Regions from separate parts of the Pan troglodytes genome. Here region 2 is linked to region 1. A link is a contact called in public Hi-C data. All regions are on one chromosome and are shown on one strand. Each heading gives the region's core, a stretch centred on a gene start, on an enhancer-like site or on the middle of the called end of the contact. The rest is flanking DNA. Distances are from core to core; before and after follow the strand shown. Region 1 has its middle 19 kb from the start of CHST1. Region 2 holds the start of LOC100614109.

What was found. A called contact is a pair of places that touch in the nucleus more often than the background predicts.
Region 2: a Hi-C map of induced pluripotent stem cells shows a contact between it and region 1, with 1.7 times the contacts expected there. The contact joins the promoter of LOC100614109 here to the enhancer-like site in region 1. A contact is called at or near these places in 2 of 7 Hi-C or Micro-C datasets (both in induced pluripotent stem cells).

The regions. Positions count from the first base shown.
Region 1 is chr9:49,694,336-49,697,515 of NHGRI_mPanTro3-v2.0_pri, forward strand. No RefSeq gene overlaps it. Among named protein-coding and RNA genes, the nearest start is that of CHST1, 19 kb to the left of the region's middle. Within about 2 kb of position 1,371, at least 1 of the 24 cell types and tissues checked has an H3K27ac peak or open chromatin away from gene starts, as enhancers often do. A contact at or near this core is called in induced pluripotent stem cells, where this site is marked.
Region 2 is chr9:49,779,195-49,782,468 of NHGRI_mPanTro3-v2.0_pri, forward strand. It overlaps LOC100614109, which reads left to right and starts at 1,662. Exons shown (of 2, transcript XM_003313000.5): 1 at 1,662-1,891; 2 at 2,169-2,534. The coding sequence starts at 1,762. The coding sequence ends at 2,401.

The DNA of each region.
Region 1 (3,180 bases), core at 121-2,620:
TACTTAGGCCTCAGCCCCTTCCTACAGGATGCAGAGGTGACCAAGGGTAAAGAGGGAGAGGCCAGGTTTCAGCCTGGGTTGCTATAGGATCCCCTTGAGGGAAACAGGTCCTCAAAGTACAGGATGTCATAAAGTCTAGTTTGATGGATGAGGGAGCAAGCAGCCCCCTCTCGAGAGTCCCACGGATTAGAGGGACATCCTGCACCTGCTTCCGCTGAGGGCTTCCCTCTGACACCATGCATGTCACTTTCGCTATTTTTCACAAGAGTAAGAAAGTTCATTGTAGACTTGGTGCAGTCTACAATTACTGCTTGGGATGCTGAGGGACAGTCATAAAGAGTGCTGTATCCTTTCTGTACAACAAAAGAGCAGTCTGGACTTGAGTACTTGAGCCTTGTGCTGTGTGTGTGTGTGTGTGTGTGTGTGTGTGTGTGTGTATACATGCGCACATTCATGTTCAGCAGAGATATTGCTTCCCAGCCCTAGGCTTATGTGAGGAGGGTAAGCATATGGCAATGAGGTCAGGAGACAACCTGAGATCGTCTGGCACTTAGTGATTCTGTCTGGGGACATAGCAGGTGCTGACAGAATCTATCACTCTGCAAATGTACAGACTCTGTGTGACAACAACGTATGCAACAGGGTCTCCAGGGTGTGGAGAAGCTCTTGCCTTATGGGTGAGCATGAACAAGGAACAGAGAGTCAGCTTGTGATGCAGTGGGTGCGTCTCTCCCCACAGGAGCATATGGGGGCTGTTGGATTGGAGATGTATGTGTTTGTACACGCATGCACATTTGAGTGTGTTGGTGGCAGCAGCCTAGAATTCTGGCCCCATCTCTGAACCAACTCACTCTAGGACCTTGGCCATGTTGCTTTCCCCCTTTAGGATCTTGGCCTCCTCAGCTATAAACAGGAGGGGCAGACCACATTGTTCAAGTTCTGCAGTCTGATCTCCTGAAGTGTGTGTGGGTTGGGGGGTGGAAGAAAAAGAGGAGGGGATGCAGCCCCAACAGGGCAGAGCCTTCTCCCCCTACCCCTTGCCACAGCAGCCTCTCCTGGCAGCAGGGCCCCAGCCTTCCCAGTGGAGGGCAGAGGAAGAGAAAAATCTCTCCCATGGGAAGGTAAATTTCATTGACTGCCCATGAAATGCTCAGGATACACAAGCCAAGAAGCCCTCACCTGCTCAGCCCCAGCAAAGGGGGCTGAGTTTGGGGATAGAAGCACTTGGAATGGGGGTTGGAATTTCAGAGCCACGAGCCTGGCCTGAGGCTGGCATCATCTCCCCAGAACCACATCCCACTCCCAGCAGCTCCGGACTAGTTTCCAAGCTACAGGGGTGAGAGGCGGAAAGCGTTAACCCCTTGCCAGCCAGAAAAGCTGCCCTGGCTCATCACAGTCAGTATCCTGCACCTCCCACTAACTTGAACTGCCTGACTCAGAGACTGGGGGACGCTCCAAACAAAAAGGGACGGAAAAGCTAAACTACAGCACCCTGAGCTCCCCTCCAGCCAGCCCTAGTTAAAGGTCATAATGAAGGGACACTTTCCCCAATGGACCTCCTTCTTCGACCACCTTTTCCTTTTCCTTTTTTTGTCAGGAAGACTTTAATTGAGTCTCCTTGGGGAAAAGCGGCTTCTTCTAATTCAGCTCTTAATTAACCCAGCACACCCCAAAGAGGCTGCAGAACTACTCGTAAATTAAATATGAAAAGCATTATTTATCTAGGCACAGCCTTCCAAGGGCTCTGATTCTGACGTTTATAGTTAATAATGAAGATGGATTTGGAGGGAGAGTCGGAGAGGAGAGAGACTATTGCCTGGGGAGAGAATGGAGCCCGCGGGCCTGGTGAGTGTCTTCCAGGGTTGGGGGAATGTAGTCCTCTCAGGCCAAGGGACTGCTTGCCTGGATCTTTGGAAGGTGAGGGAGGATCAGTACAGGTTCAGGGATCTTGCAGGGTTATTGGCCGAGGCCCTCTCCCACTAGCCCGAGACCCCTCTCCCTGCCCCATGCCTCATTCCCCTGCCTAACCATTCTCCTCCTTGCTCCCACCCTGTCTCCAGCCCACCCCTAATGGAAGAAAAGGAAGATGGGGGGAGGGGGGAGCAAGAAACACAGGTGAGAGAACTGTAATGATTCTTTATATAACATCAATTGCTCAGGAAAAGGCAGCACTATGACTCTCCTTCCTTCTCAGGGCCTTCGCTGCATCTCTAGGAGCTCCCACCCCATGTAGTTGCATGTCCCCAACTCAGTCCAGGTATAGGAGTTCAACTTCCCATTCTTAGAAAACCACAGGAAGGAGGGTTCTAGTTTGGGATTTGCTCTCTCTGGAGTCCTCAGCCTCATTTTTCCTATAGACGAGTCTGTGTTCATGTCTTCCTATGCCTTTTTCCTTCGGCCTCTTTGGCCTCTAGAGAAAGGAGTGACATGTGCCTTGGCTCTCCTAGGAAACCAGTCCCACTTTAAAAGGTTACTATCCCTCCAGGCCTTGTCCAGCTGATCATTTCAAGGGCACTCACTGAGTTCCTCTGCCACCCACTCTAAATTAGGTGCAACACTAAACTCAACGAGGAGCACTAGACATAGGCTCAGCCCCCACAGAGCTTCCAATGCAGTCAAGGAGGACCTATGAGAAAGAAAAAGCATGTCAAGATGCGCCACATTTCCCAGGAAGTGTGTCTCTTTCATAGCAATGAGTCAACAATCCCAACTTTGTTCCACTACAGGCATGTAGGGGACAGGGCGTTAACAGAGACAGAAGTTTTAGCAAGGTACAGCTAAAGCCCTTGCTGCCTGGAAGCGGGACCCTGGACTCAGTAACAGTACAGACATCTGAGACTATTGTGTCATCACCTCTGCTAGGCTCCACTTAAGCAGCTTCTGTGCCACCTGAAAGCCTGGAGGTTGGGTGTTCTGGTGTTTTGATATCTAGACAAAGACAGCCTTCGACACCCAAAAGCCCTTACCAGGCACTGTCAACAACTAACACAGCAGAAGAACACCAAGGTGCTGAGCCTTGGGTTCAGGCTTCCCACTGCAGACAGACATCACCTAACTACCAGACATTCCATTCCACTGGAAAACTTCAAACACGATTTTTACAAATTCTCAACAACAAAACAAAAAAGCTGGCTGCAGACAAGGACAGCTTCTGCTTAGCTAAGACAACAGACAAGCCGC
Region 2 (3,274 bases), core at 412-2,911, 85 kb after region 1:
GGACCCCAGAGGCATGGCAAAGGGACAGTGTGTGGCTGAAAGAGCTTAAGTCAGTGTGTGCCCAGGGCCCTCACGCCTGCCATTGTGTTTAGGACTTGGGCTTTAGCCTCCGGAGCGAGATTCAAATCCTGCCTCAACTACTGATTGGCTATATGGCATTAAGTACTCGCCTCACATTTTTAAAGCCTCCATCTCCTTGTCTTTTAAAGAAGGGAATTGATGATGTTATGAAAACTGGATGAGAGAGTTTGCATATTGGTTAGATGGTTCCTGCAGTACTATTTTCATTATTTCCCTCTCTGAGCCTCAGTGTCTTCATCTGTAAAATGGGAATAATTAGCCTCACCTTGCCTAGGCTTGAAAGATCAGCCGGTAGTTTGAGACCTGCCTGGGCAATATAGCAAGACCCTGTTCACCACAAAAAGGAAAAAAAAAAAGGGCGAAAGATCAGTCTGTGAGTCAAGTAAGACACACATGTGAACGGGATGTGTGGAGTGCTTTGCTAACGCTCCATTGTCTTAGTTACTATGTGCCTGGTTTTCTGCTCAACCCTCCAGGGTACGACTTTGTACAAGTCCCCAGGTCTCAACAGGACAGTGGGTGATCAGCCTACCTGAGAAGTGAAACTCATGATTTGGGTGAGTAGACTAGAGGAGAATCACATCTTTCTTTCTTTCTTTTTTTTTAGACGGAGTCTCGCTGTGTCACCCAGGGATCTCGGCTCACTGCAACCTCTGCCTCACCGGTTCCAGTGATTCTCCTGCCTCAGCCTCCCGAGTAGCTGGGATTACAGGCACACGCCACCACACCTGGCTAATTTGTTATTATTAGTAGAAATGGGGTTTCACCATGTTAGCCAGGCTGGTCTTGAACTCTTGACCTCAGATGATCCACCTGCCTCAGCCTCCCAAAGTGCTGGGATTACAGGCATGAGCCACCATGCCCGGCCTGAGAATCATTTCTTGAGCTATGATCTGTAACATTCAAATGAGCCTCTACGGACACAAAACAGAAAAATCATCAAAAAATGTCGGTGGAAAGTTCAGGTGAGAGAACTCAGGTGATGGTGCAGACAGAAGCAAGTAGGGGAGAAAGCTGGCTTCAGGGAGAGTGGTTAGGCCTTTGTGAGAAAGACTGGGGACTTCTCATATCATCCTCTGTGTCCCAGTTCCCAAAACACACACGCACATGGGCACATGCATGCAGGCACACAAAAACAAGCCCACACACCAGACGAAAAAATACAGATGCAGGTACACACACATGGACATGGACATGTGTGTGCCTGTGCCCATATAAACAAACATTAGTGCACACACACACTCACACACACACGGGCTCAAGCAGTATATGCTCACACACAACCATACACACAGATACGCACAGAGGTACATTCACACACAGACCAACACACACAGGCACACAGATGCATGCACGCATGCACGTGCGCGCGCACACATACACACACGTGCACCCACCCTCAGTGATACCTTCCAATCCACTGGCCTCTCCGAAATTAGCACAGACCATTTTCCCACGACCGTTTCTCGCTGAGCGTGTGATTCCAAAACTGTCCACAAGAAGGTGCTCGGGAGCCAGAATTCAGGCGTTCCCGGCCCGCGGACGCTTAGAGAGAGGAGCTTCGGAGTTATGGGGGGACCCACCCTTCCATTTAATAACTGAGAAAGCCACGGGAGGGGACTTGCTGGGCTCACAGCCAGTGATCCCTGCCCTGTTTCCTTATGGAGATTGCGGTCAGAAATGGGGAGTGGGGCAGAACCTGTCACTGTCACGGTCCTGTTTAGAGAGGAAGGTCGGAGAAACCAGTGCCGTGGAAGGCTCTCGGGCGTTGACAGGCGCTGTCCCCAGCTCACCGGCTCTATGACCCTGGGTAAGTTACCTGGCTTCTCTGTTCCTCAGTTTTCTCGTCTTCCCTGACCCAGGCTTTCCCGACTCCTCTAGGGGCCCCTTCCCCTCTCCATGAAACCTTCAGATCTCGGGCTGTTTTCCCCACTCAAGTGGCATCTCAGCTATCCCCTCCCGGGTTAGGCCTCCCTGGCCCCTATTTAACGGTGTCCCCACCCCCACCACTATCTTGTTTGTACCAACACTTGCTGCATGACCATGCACACTTGTTCATTTGTTCACGTTTATTTTGTCTTCTCCAGAAGAATGGGAACTTCGTAAGAGCAGGGACGTGAGGGTGAACTGCTCACCCGGGCACCGCTGGCGACCGGAACCCAGCTCCCTCCGGGCTCCGGGAGAGGCGGCCTCAGCTGTGTGCTGGTGCTGCCCTCCAGCGGCGCTGGGTCCCCATGGCACCTGGCTTTCTCCTGCTCCCCAGGGGCCTTTTCTTCTCCCACCCACCTGTCACCAGCTGCCAGGGCAAGTCTCTGTGTGACTCTAGGGTGAAGGTGGAGGGACCTTGCCTCCGAGGATTCATCCCACCTGGACTCCGATGAGTGAGGGACCCTCTCTGGCACCTGGTGTTTGAATGGCCAGCCTCACAGTTAATAAAGACAAGTTTGGTATCAGCTGTGGGATCCGTCCAGCAAAAGACACTTTTGGGTCAGAAATATAATGGTGCCTGTCTCGACATAGTCTAATAAGGAAAGAAAGACAAGCCAGTCCAACGGTCCCATTTTACAGATGAGGTCACTGCATCCCCACCTAGGACAGGAGGGTACAACGGCCTGGCCTAAGATAACCCTAGAATATGGTCACTCATTCTTCCACCCACTGAGAACCTCAGGGCAGTAGCGTTTTATGCAAAGCATGTGGTCCTGAACACCTTGCATAATTCAAAGCGTGCATAATTTCTGACTAATTTTGCCAGAGAAATGAATGCAAAGTAGAAAGGATGGGTTGCATACATTACTCCAATTGTGGCATATTTTTGCCTTAATGCTGCTTTTTATTTCCCTGGCATTATCGCTAATATTTCATAACGCACTCTCTGCTAAATTAACAGTGCAGCATTTCCTGCCGGTGGTTTGGCCTTCTTCATAACGTTTTATCACATCTCACTTCCTTTCCAATGTTATCGATTTTCAGGTGCGTTTTTCAGCACCACCACTTAAAGAACACTTGGATGACATTGTTACAGGATATGGGTAAAATATTTAAAGTTATAATAACTGTGAACATTGAGAAAATGGCACACTAGTCACCAGAATCTCCTGCAGAAATTAGAAATTCAGAGGCATGTAAACAACAGTGCATGCATATAGAAAGCAGGTATCTCTATTTAATAACCAAAGCAACGTCGCCATGT